Linked DNA regions of Hordeum vulgare: region 1 is linked to region 2. The links are chromatin contacts, called in public Hi-C maps. All regions are on one chromosome and are shown on one strand. Each heading gives the region's core, a stretch centred on a gene start, on an enhancer-like site or on the middle of the called end of the contact. The rest is flanking DNA. Distances are from core to core; before and after follow the strand shown.

Region 1 (7,394 bases), core at 164-2,663, 710 kb before region 2:
CGGTATTTTCATTCTTCTTCATTTTTATTTGTTTCATCTCAAGATTTATTTGTTTATTCTTTTGCTTTTGTTTCTTTTTATTATATATATTTTTTGCTTTCTATCTGGTTTCATTGTTCTTTCACGGGTTTCTCAGCTCAGTGTCCTTCTATTATCTTTTTCGTTTTTATTAGATTTTTTGTCTTAATCAATTTCCTTTCGTTAAAGACATGTTAACTCTCTTCCAGTACACATTCAATATTTTCTGTATACATCTGAAATATTTCAAAGATAAACACATCTTTTAGTAACATGATTAATAATTTTTGAAACCTTATTTTTTTATTTTTCTGATTTTTTCCATACACATTTTACATTTTTGGTACATGTCTAATATATGTTAATAATACAGGTTTAACATTATTCAAATACAAGTTTCACATTTGATGAATACATGGTCAACATTTTTGTCTCGTATTTACTTTTTTTTTAAAATACTAGATTAACATTTTTCAAATACAATATTAAAATTATTTGAACGCATGGTCAACATTTTCTCTGGGACGTTTCAAATTTTCAAATGTTTGTTTAAAATTTTCAAATTCAAGTTTAATATTTTTTCGAATATATGGTGACCATTTTCCAAATGGTTGATTAATAGTTTTCAAATACTTGTTTAATATTTTCACAAATGCTTGATTAACATTTTTAAATACATGATTAACTCTTTTCACACATGTTTTTATACAATTTAATATATAGGAGAACATTTTATGTAAACATTTAACTATTTAAAATGCTTGGTTAATTTTTATATAATATTTTATTGAAAGTGGTTTTTGTAATATATTTATGTAGAATAGTTTAAGCTATAAACGAAAGTAGAAAAAGAAAGACAACAAATAAAAAATGAACATGAAAAAACTAAACTGAGGTCTTCTGCACGGCTGCGCCGTCTATCTCGCGCTCCATTTTCTGTGAGAGTTCCCTAGCTGTAGCTATAAACAAGACAAAGGTGTGCCCGTTGTGGACTTGAGTTTTGGAAAAAATTAGGAATCCACTTATGTAATAGAACTGATGAACTAAGGGATTAAAAAATCCCAAATAATTTATTTTTTCTTTCTTATGGAAAACATCTTGTTCAAGGATTCTATAGAGATTTCATACATGAAAATGGGATGGTTACCTTTTTGAAAATTTGAACGAAGGCTCTATATGTATCTATGCTTCATTCTTCTAAAGGTGGGAAAAAAGTTCAAACCAACTAAATTTGATACTTGGGTAATAATTATTTTTCCTTAACCCAAAAACAAATTGGATCAATGTTTGATAAATCGAATTTCGTTATGATAGGCGTATTGACGAAATAGGTGGTGGGACGCACATGGCAAAGCCCGAAGTCCCGGCCCATTGATAGGCGTCGTAGCAGAGCATGCTTGCCGCAATGCAGGATTACTATAGCGTGGGAGTACTGTAGGGCACTTTTACGGAAATCCCTATTTGACGCGCGTTGCGTCAAAATACCTCAGTTTCGCATAGTCAGATCGAGCGGTTGTCAGGATTGGGCCGGCCCGTTTAACCGTCTCAGTGTTTCCGGTTTTGGGAACCTTCTACAGGTTTTCAGCCGGATTTTTTTTCGGTTTTGGAAACTTTTTAGAAGATTCCCTAAATTGTTTTTTTTTCACTTTTTTTTCTGTTTCAAAACTATTCTGCATTTTCGAAAAATGTTTTAGAAATTGAAAAAATGTTTCAGAATTTGAATTTTGTTTCCTTACTTTCGAAAATGTACGGAATTTGAAAAAAAAATTCTGAATGTAAAAAAATGTTTCGCAATTCTAAAAAATGTTTTGGAGTTTGAAATAATGTTCTGGTATTTTAAAAACTGTTCTCGAATTTGAAAAAATGTTCTGGAATTTGAAAAAATATTCCGGAATTTGAAAAAATGTGCTGGTATTTGAAAATATGTTCTGGAATTTGTAAAAATATCATGGAATTGGAAAAAATGTTTCAAAATTTGAAAGAATGTTCTGGAATTTGTAAAAATGTTCTGGAATTTGTAAAAAAATTCTGAAATATGAAATAATGTTCAATTTGGAAAAAGTTCCGGAATTTTAAAATAATTTCCGTAATATGAAAAATGTTTTGGAATTTGAAAAATCTTCCGGAAACTGAAAAAATGCTCCCTATGTTAAAAAATGTTCTGGAATTTGAAAAATGTTCCGGAATTTGGAAAAATATTTCAGAATTTTAAACTTTTCCGGAATTGTTTTTCCAGAATTGGAAAAACGATTTTGCACATATTTTATAAAAATGTTCCTGTTTAAAACAATTTGTTCTCATAATTCAGAAAATGTTTGTGCTTGAAAAATGTGATTGCACTTTCAAATCTGTTTGGGATTTTTCAAAATTGTTCTCCTTTTCAAAACTTCGTTCTCAAGATTCAAAAAATGTTCACGCTTCCAAATTTGTTGACGTTTTTTTAAAATTGTTCTTTAAATTCGGAAAATGTTTTTGCTTTAAATAAAAGTAAAGAAAATGAAAAAATAAAAAACAAATAGAAATAACAGTGAAGGAAAAAGATAAGAAAAAAGGAAATAAAACTGAGCCGGTCCATTAGGAGCACCCCCCCCCCCCTATGCGGCGCTGGAGCTCCCTGCCACAATGAACGGCAGGTAGGAGGTCCCCACTTTTACTACATCAGAAAGATTTTTTATAGCCTAAGGTTTATTATAGTTCGCGTTCAAGTAATTAAGAACATTCTTTAAATTTGTAAACTAATGTTAAAATGGGAATATTTATTGAAATTTGACAACTTTTTTAAAACATTCCAAAGAAAATTTTAAACATGAACATTTTTGTGATAAAAATTGCAAAAACAGAATAATTTTTTGAAATTTGGAAGTATTTCTATATCCTATTTTATTTTAATTTGTGAATACAAATTTAAAACTTCAACATTGTTCTATTTGTTCACGTCTTTGTAAAATTCGAACACATTTTCAAATATTATTTGAAGCACGAAGTTTCTATAATTTGTGTTTTCCTATAATTCGTAATTCTGATGAATATTCTAAATGTCTGAACATTTGTTTTAAAAAGAAAATAATGCTTGAAGAAAAACAAGAAGAAGCAGAACATAATCTGTTAAAAGAAGGACGAGAAAATCCATATGTGAAACAGACGGAAACCTTCTACATGAAGAAACATGAACTCTGGAAGGTTATAAAATCCACAAAACATGTAGCACCAATTGGGTCGGCTGATGAGTGTGCTATCTATGCGAAATGACTTTGCTCAAATCCTATTTGGTGCATGTATCGCCAATTAAATCAAATTGCTACAGATCACACGCCATAGTTTTCTTCGCTAAGTTTCATACTCCAACCAGCCCATCCACGTATTTTCTATGAAGCCCCAAGCATCCCATCTATGTATGTTTTCTGTGAAGCTCTCAACCGTTTTTTTAAGCTTCCAGAAGCTTTTGGTTTTGTTCTTTTTCTTAGTTTTTTTTTTCGGTTTTTCGCATGTTTTTGCCCTCTTTTTTTGGTTTTTTATAATTTTCTGTCCTTTTCCCTTATTTTCTTTGTTTTCCATTTTTCAGATGCATGATTTTTTAAAAATTTCTAAACTCTTTTCAAAATTAACGACTCTTTTATCGAATTTCGATTTATTTATATTTTTGAACATTTTATAAGTTCGTGAAATTTTCCAAATTCAGTATTATTTTCCAAATTTTGGAATTTAGAAGAAAAAACAAAATCATTTTTTTTCCGAAATTCACATTTTTAAAATTGTTAAATTATATCAAATTCACAATATTTTTTAATTTTCGTGAACATTTTTTAATTTACAAACTTCTTAAAATATGTAATCCTTTTTCAAATTTGTGAATGTTTTCAAATTTTGTAACACCAATAGCCACTTTATTTTCTTAAACAACAAAGCATCCCGAGTAGAGAAAACAAAAGCAAAAAAGGCGAGAAATATGGTATTTTATTGGGCGGGGCGATGTGCGAGCGCGTGCATGCATGGTGACAGACTAGCTCAACAAGCGTTGGAGGAGGTCTCGAGGAATTGCCCTTATTCCGCGCATCTCCAATAGCAGCCCTATTTTGGGCACAAAGAGGTAAAAAAGCTTCCCAATGGTTGCCCAACTGCAACATTTTTTTCAAAATAAATGGGTAGCTCCAAATACAATATGAAGTCATACAAATATACACCCCTTCGATTGTTGCCTAAAAATCGCTCGGCTCAACACGACGCCTGGGTGTGACCATTTCGCTTCCGCCACATGCTGGATCTCCACTTGCTGCCGCCACTCTGCTGCCCGCTGCCATCTTCACCCCGACCACACCACTCCCCTCCTCCAACTCGGATGACCACCGTCGTTTCCCCATCGCTCTAATTTCGCTTCTGCCCGCGACGACCGCCGCTTTATTTTTTGCCAATTATCGCCGCTCCGCGCCCGTAAAGGTCGTAACCGCTAGATAATGTCCCTCCGAGGTGGCCTAGTGGTCGTCGTAGCACCGTTGTATGCCGCTCGAGTGGATCGACGACGACGGCGTGACGTCGTCGATTTTCGATCGCACAACAGGCTTCCTCACATCATCGGAGGATGTCATGTGGCCGCAATATGATCATTGAGAACAAGCGTGGACAAGATTTGGACTATAGTATGGATGACCTCATGGCGATCTCGATTCGGCCGAGTCGGAGGCAAGACCAACGTTGTCGCTTTCTTGAGGCCTACGATGAGTTTCGAGATGCCTATACAAACAAAAATCTTTAAAAAGATGTGATGGAGTGGTGGGCATGATAGGGCAATAACGGGTCTAGTGTTATCTCTTTGTTTGTTGCATTTTGAAAGCATAACTTCTCCCTAGGTGGTTTTTGTAATTAACAACAACATATAGTTCATTGAACTAATGAGCTTATCAAGTATTCCACGGGAAAATTCAATGAATGGATTGGCTAGGAATTATGAGAAGGATCCCATAAGATGCAAAGAACATTTATTGGCAAAAGCTTCAAAACTCTACATTTTGTTTTATGTAATCAATCAAAATTGAGTCCATAGGAAAGCCAATACGTATTAAAAGGGCATGGGGTACTAATGATGATCTGGTTGCTCAAGTGCTTAGAGATATGCCACCAAAAGCCTCAACCAAACTCTCACAAAAGATTCTGTCCAAAACCCTAAACTACCAAATTCGGTGGAACCAAGTTTTCCCTTTTGGCCTAACCGAGTTAACCCCACAGCGAACCTATGCCAAACCCTAACAACTCGGTAGATTCGAGATTGAGTTCGTTGCAACCAAAAAGTAGTGACCAAGTTGTTGGAATCGAAATGTTCAATTTTGAAATATCTGAGTTTTACATTTCGGTGCCACCGAAGTATTAGACTCGGTAGATTCGAGACTGAGTTCGTTGCAACCAAAAAGTAGCCTCGCCAGGTTGCTTTCTGTGAGGTATCGCTTGGGAGCCTCCAAATCGTGTGAAGTTGAACGAAGATGTTTGTAAGGGCAAGGAGATCGTCTACTTCATGAAGATCTACCTCGAGTGAGGCTAGTCCTTCGTGTACGTAAGCCATCTTGATATAGATAAGGTTGCTTCTTCGTGGACCCTTCGTGGGTGGAGCCCTCCATGGAATCGCGAAACCATTACCCTATGTGTGTTGAAGTCTCAATCAACATGGACGTACGATAGCATCACCTATCGGAATGATGCCAACAATCTCCTATCCTCTTTGTGTTTGATCTTCCTAACCGTGCTTTTACTTACACTTGCGACGCCATTACTTTTCGTGGCTATAATTGTAGACTTGCATGTATAAGGTATGCTACACTTGGTAAAATAGGTAAAACTTGTCAACAGATAAAATTGAAAAAAAAGTTTAATTTGATCAAGTAGTCTAATGACGCCCCCCCCACCGCCTCTAGAGTGTGATGAACTTTGTTGTATTGTATGGTAAACTTTGTTGTTTAGCTTGATGAACAATTTATGTTGTGGATTGCTTTTGGTATTTTGTATGTGTGCAATACGTACAAAGAGAGATGGAAAGTATACATGTGGCAGCGTTATTTTAGGGCAGCTGTTGGAGATGACGCCTCGTCATGTAAAACAATAAGTTGTTGTCATGCCTATTTTTATACAATACCTGGTTTTTGTGTCCAAAAATAGGGTAGCTACTATAGATGCTCTAAAATCAAAATGCCGCGCTCGCATGCTCGGGCGACGGCCAGCTCGCTTGGCTGTTTTTTTCCGCTTGTTCCTCTCTATTGGCTGAAGAACATACCTACTTTTTATGGTGGATTTTGAATAAGTCGGTGAAATAAAAAAATGCGGTCGATAAAATGTTCATAAATTTCAAGATATGTGCCTAAATTTGAAATGAATACATTTATAGTTTAAAAGCTCATCATTTTGATTTTTATTTAAAAACCAAGTACAAAAACTGACAAAATGCAGAAGGGAAAAACAGAGAAATCTCTCCGTGAAAAGCAAAAGGTGCCATGAAGAAAGTTCCTAAAACAAAAAGAACCCACCTAATATGCCACCTAGTTAGTCTCGTGGGGATTATTTGGTGCCTCAAGTGCCAAATAAGATTTACTTGTGTTATTATTTGTTTTTGTTAGGATATGTTAGTTTTGTGTTAATCTTGAAAAAAAATTGAGATCCACAACATTAGAAAAAATTGTGACATTTTTCTAGGTGTGTTACAGTTGTTAGACCAATGGATGTCATTTCTTGTTCTAATTAGAGCCGCTATAAATATGTGAGGAACTAGTTATAGGGTACCCTCTGGATGGGTTTCTCTGGGCACACATGGGGTTTTGATTTTATTTTTTCGGGTTTTTTCTGTTTTATTTTGTTTTAGTCCGGGTTTTTTTCAGGGTCTTCAGCTTTCTATGTTTTTTTGCTGGTAGACGTCTGTAGCGCGTAATTTAGCCGCATGGTGAAGCACTAGTTAATAGGAAGTCGTCAAGCACAAGTGCACTACGCGGGGAAGAAGAACTATGCTTTGCCATGAAGCACATGAGCATCACACGGAGAGCAAGCACTGCACTACGCTAGGAGCACAAATGCACTACGCAGAGAGCGCAAATACGCTACATGTGAAGCACAAATGCTCTATAAAGAACACAACTACACTACCAAGGCAGGCTCAGTATTCGAGGGAGTGCAAGTTTAGTATATTAGAGAGCAGAAGTTACGTTAAATTTCTTTTGTTGAAACCTATCAACATGTGATATAGTTTCAAACAACTCGATGGAAAGAACGCAAGGTAAAATGATTCACAATTTAGACACACATTTAAAGAGATATTTCATTTTGAAAACTCAATGCAACCTTGACAAGGGTAGTGTAGTATGTACTTATTCCATTTTACCCTTGCCACCACCGCCCCCTCGGGT
Region 2 (7,216 bases), core at 3,446-5,945:
TCTCATGAAGTTTTTTCAGATTCAATGCACTTCTTTTAAAATCCTTGAACATTTTTTTGAAATACGAAGAACCCTTTTATATTTTTTGATGAACTTTTCTCAGATTGGATGAACTTTTTTCAAAATTCATGAACTTTTTTTTTCAAATCCGATGAACCTTTTTTTGATTTTGATGAACTTTTTTCAGATTGGATATACTTTCTCAAAATCCATGAACTTTTTTCCAAATCCGATAAACATTTTTTAAATTTTGATGGACTTTTTTCAGATTGGATGAACTTTCTTCAAAATCGATGAACTTTTTTTCAAATTCGATGAACTTTTTTTCCCATTGCATGAACTTTTCTTCAAGTTTGATGATTTTTTTCAAATTTGGTGAACTTTTCTTAATTGTGTTGAACTATATTCAAATTTGTTGGGCTTTTTTTCAAATTCGACGATTTTTTTTGAAATTTGACAAAACAAATTCATATTCGGTGAACTTTTTTCAAACTATTGAACTTATTTAGAAATTTCATAAAAAAATCAATTTTGTGAAGTTTCCCAAATTCATGAATTTTTGCAATGTGTATAAATCTTTTCAATTTTTTGAATTATTTTTAAATTCGTGGGTTTAGAAAGTTTATTGAATTTCTTTTCAAAGTTTACGTTTCTTTTCATATACATTATAAAGCTATAGAATACTGTATCTTAATGCTGAATTTCGAGAAGCTCAAGTAGAGGTCTTTCCTTGTATTGGTCGTCAAAGGAAGCTGTGTCCAGTGGTTGATGTGAGTTGGTGCTGTTGTAGGCGAGGGGAGTTTGAGTCCCCTTACTCACATTAACAAAAAAATCAATTTTTGTAGCGTTCGAACGAACAAAATGGGGGTTTTTGCATGACACTTTTTAATGGGCTTTACCTTGAGAACACAAAACTTTGTTTGACAAAATTATCTCGCGTTACTAGACCAGAAATTCACTTTGGTTCATAGGGAGCTATGTCTAGTGGTTGGTGCCTGTTGGTGCTGTTGTAGGCGAAGGGAGTTCGAGACCCCATACTCCCACTTACGAAAAATAATAATTTTTGTAGCGTTCAAAAGAACAAAATAGGGGTTCCTGCATTACTCGCCTTACTCACATTGACAAAAAATTCAATTTTTATAGCGTCAGAATGAACAAAATGGGGGTTTCTGCATGACACTTTTTAATGGGCTTTACCTTGAGAACACAAAACTTTGATTGACGAAATTATCTCGCGCTACTCGACCAAAAAATCACTTTGGTTCATAGGGAGTTGTGTCTAGCGGTTGGTGCCTATTGGTGCTGTTGTAGGCGAGGGGAGTTCGAGTCCCCTTACTCCAACTGACGAAAAATAATAATTTTTGTAGCGTTTGAACGAACAAAATGGGGGTTTCTGCATGACACTTTTCCATGGGTTTTACCTTGAGAAGACAAAACTTTGTTTGACGAAATTATCTCGCGCTACTGGACCAGAAATTCACTTTGGTTCATAGGGAGCTGTGTCTAGTGGTTGGTGCCTGTTGGTGCTGTTGTAGGCGAGCGGAGTTCGTGTCCCCTTACTCCCATTGATGAAAAATAATAATTTTTGTAGCATTCGAACGAACGAAATGGGTCGGTTGCATAAACAGCCCAGCTACGAGCTCTGCAGGCGCTAGTTATCCAAACCGGCACTTTAGCTCCCGGCGCTTCTGCATGACACTTTTTTAATGGGTTTTACCTTGGGAACACAAAAGTTTGTTTGACGAAATCATCTCGCACTACTGGACCAAAAAATCATTTTGGCTCATGGATATAGATGTACCTATTGTCTAAATACACATTTAAAAAATATCGCGACAAAATCCCGCGTGTACATCCGGATATTATATGTTCGTGCGCAAAGTTTCGGCAGAAAAATACATTTTTTTGTGGCTTTTGTAAAAAAGATAAATTTTATTGCTTGATTATAACTATTCATAAGACATTTTTTAATCTTTTTTACACATGCCACAAAAAAACTTCTTTCTTTACAAAATTTTGTGTGCGAACATAGACATCCGGATGTACACACAAAATTATGGTTTGAAGTGTTTTAACATTAAAAAGTTAGTTTTATATATATTTCATAATAGGTGTATTTACACCAAGGAGCCAAAACAACACTCTCCTACTTGACTTGCTTTCACAGCTTTTAGCTTGAACATGGCACTAGAGCCTCCAGCTCATCTAGAGAAAATTAGTAGTAAGAAGTGGTGCGTCCCATCACCGCCGTATATCATGAGCTGGGCGCTTCCTCTAGATTTCCTTTTTTTACTCGTTCTTGGTTTTAGATGTGATTTTTTGTTTGTTTTTTGGGCCTTTTGGTTTTCTTCCAGTTTCCCCAAGGTTTTTGAAAAAGAAATGGCGTAGAGCATCGAAAAAAGATACGTGCTTCCACGAAAAGCACATATTTACTACTCCCTCCGTCCCAAAATAACTGTCTCAACTTTATACTAGCTCTAGTATAAAATTGTACTAAGCTTAAGACACTTATTTTGGAACGAAGGGAGTATTCATGAAGGCACAAATTTGCTTATGCGAGAAGCACACAGAAAGAGAATAAATATCCTCCCATGGGAAGCACATATTTGCTTTTCGTGGAGGCATAAATTTGCTACCCGGGAAGTACAACTATCATAGTTCTGTTTCTCGGAATAAGAAAAAAATTCTTCTTCCGCGAGAAGCACATACTTAATTCTCGTGCAGCAATAGATTTTTTTTGGCTCCTTTTTTCCCTTAGGGTTTTTATTGTCCGTTGTTTGTTTGTTTTTTATCTGTCTTTTTGTGTTGTCTTTTTTATCTTGTATTTTCTTTTATTTGGTCTCATTGTTTTTTTCTTAAAAAAGAAGTCCATCAAAAGTTATTAACATTGGATATAGTTTCGAAGATCTTGACGCGAGAAATCGAACAATAAAAATGTTCGGGATTTGGCCACACAATTGCAACAAGTTACGTACATGTAATATACCACTTATCAGTGCCTAAGAAGATGGGAGTGTTCTTCGCACATGGTGCCTAAACTAGTGATTCCGGAAATAGATACAAATTCTAGCAAAACCACAGCAGCCTGAACTGCGCCAGCCGATTGTAGCGAGCGGATTCACTATAATGTGGCCATCAACTACCCGTTCACTGTACCAAATCCGAACCTTTTATAGCGAGTGTTTTTTTTATCGGCTAGATTTTAATTCGTTTTATGAAAAACCAAATATTTTAATAATTTTTAGAATACTCTTTAAATAACTTGGACATTATTTTAAAATCATTTTTTAATTCAGCATTTTTGTAAAATCTCAAACATCTTTATTTTCAAATTAAACTCATTTTTTTCTCAAATTATGAACATCTTCAAAATATATATTTAAAATTCGATATATAAATCATGCATATTTTCCAAAAAGGCAAATAAGTTTTAAAAAAGTAAATATTTGCAGAAATTTTCATTTTAATATTTTAATATATTTTTATCAATTTTTTAACTTCTTTTCAAAAGGAAAAACTTTTTTCCGAAAACTGAGATTATGTAGGGAATATTCTGGATAAAATGACATTACTAGGGAAATTGGAGAAAGTGTTATATTACTTTCTTGTTTTAATTTCTGCCATGATCTTCCTGCTTTGAATGTTGAAGCATACATGATATCTAGATATAGCGTACCCCTCCTCCTGGATAGCCATTTGTGGTTAGGATCACTGCACGATCTTGATGTAATTCCATTAAACATTACGAGCGATCAATAGACATTAGCTATCTTTGCTACAGAAAATTCAATCGTCGAGAAATGTTTACGTTGGAGGAGGTTTTAGCTATGTTTTGGGAGCACCACATCTCGTGTTGGGAAACTTCCTGGAAAGTTTTCTTTCCTATTTTGAAATTTATTTTACCTTTTTTTGCTTTCATTTTTTACAATTTGGATTCGTAGATATCTTTTGAACTTTGTGAAAATCATTCGATTTGACAAATTAATTTTGATTTATTAAGTTTTTGAATTCCTAAAGTTTGTTTGAATTTTGAGAACATTTTTTTAAATTAGTGACCATTTTACAAATTCAGGGATGGTTTAAAGAATCCTCTATTTTTTTATTCCGCTGTTGCTTTTGAATTCACTAACATGCTTTCCAATTCGCGTACAATTTTAAAAATCAGTTAGCATTTTATAATTTTACGAAAAAATGTATTCTTGAATTTTATTTGAATTTGGCTATCCTTTTTAATTATTGTGAACTCATTAGATGAACAATTTTCAAATCCACAACCTTTCCAAATTGTGAGAGCATTTTTGAATTCGTCTGCATTTTCTGAATCTGCAAAGAATTATTTTTAAAGAACTCGTGAACATTTTTAAGGGTTTACTAAGTTTTTTAATTCATAAAACATTTCCAAATTCATAAATATTTTGTGACCATTTTTTTTGTATTCATGATTTGATTTTGAATTTTTTTATGTCTATTTGACATTTAAGTAAATTATTGCAATTTATGGGCTTATTAACTATCCATTTTTTTCTTTATTCCTGATTTTTTTTGTTAATATTGAATTTAAACTAGCCAAATGTGAAAAAACGAAATTAAGTAAGAGATAGGAAAAATAGGTTTGATTTCCTCGGTATGAGCGATGCATATCTGCGCCTCGGGTGATTCCTCTCGGCTGTATTCTAGGCAGTCTTTTCGGGAATTCTTTTCGGCGCTTAAAGCCCACAGCCACCTGGTATGCAACGGGTCGTTCCATGTAGGTGGTATTTCGGTTTTGTGAACTTTCTCTTCTCCTTTTTTTTCGATTTTCCTATATTTAATATATCTGGTCTTTTTCACCAGATTATTTACTGCTTGTTTTTGGTTTTGTGTTTTGTTTTTTCCATGAAAAACTTATTAAATAAATCCAATTAGTTAACATGTCTTGATTTTTTAAAATTCGTTCTTCTTAAAAATTCAGTATTCCTTTTATATTCTTGGATTGTTTCTAACTTTTGTGAATATTTCTTAAAAACTTATGGCGATTTTACATGAACAAGTAGTGGAAGAACCATCGATCAAGCAAAGAGATCGACTAAGGGAAGTGAGAAGCCCAACTCCTATTTGGCGCTCGTAGAGCCGGTTATATGGCTTTTCATTTGCGACTTAGACCCCACTTTGATTATTCTTGGCATGGGCCGACCCATTAATTGGCAGTCGAGCCTAACTATGAGCGCTTGTTTTGGGAGACTTAGGGCATGTTCTGATCTCCTTCAGCTTATAACTCGACCAAATTCAAAAAAGATTTTGAATAGAACACTTTTGCATCAAGAAGCTAACTTCTCGAAGTTGAGCCAAAGCACACTGCAAAAACCTGGAGCTCGGTTGACCCAGCTCCACCGATTAGAAAATCAGATGTTCGACCTTATTTGCAAGGAGTTGCCACTGTCATACATAACGGTTCGCTGCCTCCTTCTCGAAATATCGGTCGTATTTACAAGGAGTTGCCAAATTCGACTGCCACATCCTTCCCAGCTGGCCTGCAATGATGCGAGAAGCTGCCGATTGAAGCATACAAATTTTGGATCGCTAGCTGAAGCTAGAAGACACGAAGAGAAGCTGGATTTGTGATGTTTTGTGAAGCTGGAGGAAATCAGACGGACCCTTAGAGGAGCTTCCAGACCGGTTTTGGGAAGCTTTTAACCGATTTCTTTATTTTCTCATTTTCTCGATAGTTTTTTCTGTGTTTTATTTATTTATCCTTCTATTTCTTTTTTTTCTCTTTTAAAATGCATGACCTGTCTGAAATTTTTAAATCTTTTTCAGCTTGATGAAGTTTTTGGTCAAAATTGAAGGATATTTTTAAACTCTTGAATATTTTTAGAATTCAACACTTTGTTCAAATTTGTGAATGTTTTTCAACTTCACCAAGTTTTAGTCAAACTAGCATACTGTTTTCAGTTTTTGCTAACTTTCTAGTTAAACTTTGTTCAAGTTTTTAATGAACCTTTTTCTATCCCGTGAACTTTTTTCCATTGTTTGCATCTTGTTTATTGAAAGGAAAATCAGGATCCACAAACTTTCTCCGAATCCTTCAAATTTAATTTTTCAAAATCCATGAATTTTTTTTGAACTTGTTAATTTTTTAGCTTTTAAAATGTCTTTGTATTGTTTTGTTTTGAAAAGTGAGCAGCCAACTGGTCAATAGTGACCTAGGGAACCAAGGTGCCTTGGACGAGCGACTACATCGCCTTAATGTTGGGCCAACCTAGAAATGTGGATGCATGGGCGCATGTTCTCCACATGCTCAAGGCACGAACTAGGAGGCCTCAACTAGATGTCTCATCCAAGCCTAGCTAGTGTGCTAATAGAGTGTGGCTCACTTACATGAGCGTAAGCTCTAGGACATCACATTCATTCTTAGAGAGCTAGTTAAACAAACAAGTTGTTGGGTTACCGTTGTCTGTATAATTCCGGTATGGGAAAGTTTCTCACTCGATGATCCTTGTTTTGAGAAGCTTCTGGGAGATTCTGTCATTGTTTTCTCTTTTTTAGTTGATTCCTCAACAATTTTAACCAACTATTTCTTACTTCTTGTTTCTTATTATTTTTGTCTATTTTTCTCTACTATTAAAGCAGGATGTGCCGTCGTGATGGTTCAACCTCCACGATGGTTCGACCTCCCAGCGAATCCCACCTCTCGATCCCTCCTCCCACTCCCGTCGCCTCACTGATTTTTTCAATACCCTCCAAAAACCAACGACAATTAAACCGGTTTGACTCTCCTCGCACCCCTCGATCGTGCGGTAAAAAAAACCAATCCATCCCGCGCGCGCGAGCACGATGTGGTTCAACCTCCTTCGATAGCTTTCCCAATTACCTCGATCTTGATCCCCTCCATTTCGTGATGCACCCACGATCTCCACTGTCTTCTGCCCACGAATTTCCATCGAGGAGCAAGAAATCGGAATCGAGGCGGAAGGGATTGGCGGAGGGATGCGCGGGCGCGGGCGCAGATCTCGCGGCCCGACGGCTCACCTTGTCCTGCGTGCAGGCTTTGGTGGCGGCGTCCTCCACGGCGGCGGCCTCAGTGGCCTCGTCGTGCTCGCCGTCCTCGGGAAAGGCGAGCGGGGTGTCCCGTGCTGAGCGCAGGCAGCCGTCAGCTCTCGGGAATCCAATGGCAATGACCCAGTCAGCCTTCGCTCGCTGCCCCCCATCCCCTCTGCGGCGCTCAACTCTCCCTCCT

What was found. Hi-C and Micro-C count contacts between places; a contact is called where the count stands out from the background.
Region 1: a Hi-C map of leaf shows a contact between it and region 2, with 2.4 times the contacts expected there. The contact joins two enhancer-like sites. A contact is called at or near these places in 3 of 6 Hi-C or Micro-C datasets (leaf and seedling).

Annotation. Positions count from the first base shown.
Region 1 is chr7H:97,460,665-97,468,058 of MorexV3_pseudomolecules_assembly, reverse strand. No RefSeq gene overlaps it. Among protein-coding and RNA genes, the nearest start is that of LOC123413208, 200 kb to the left of the region's middle. Within about 2 kb of position 1,413, at least 3 of the 3 cell types and tissues checked have open chromatin away from gene starts, as enhancers often do. A contact at or near this core is called in leaf, where this site is marked.
Region 2 is chr7H:96,751,135-96,758,350 of MorexV3_pseudomolecules_assembly, reverse strand. No RefSeq gene overlaps it. Among protein-coding and RNA genes, the nearest start is that of LOC123412369, 62 kb to the left of the region's middle. Within about 2 kb of position 4,695, at least 1 of the 3 cell types and tissues checked has open chromatin away from gene starts, as enhancers often do. A contact at or near this core is called in leaf, where this site is marked.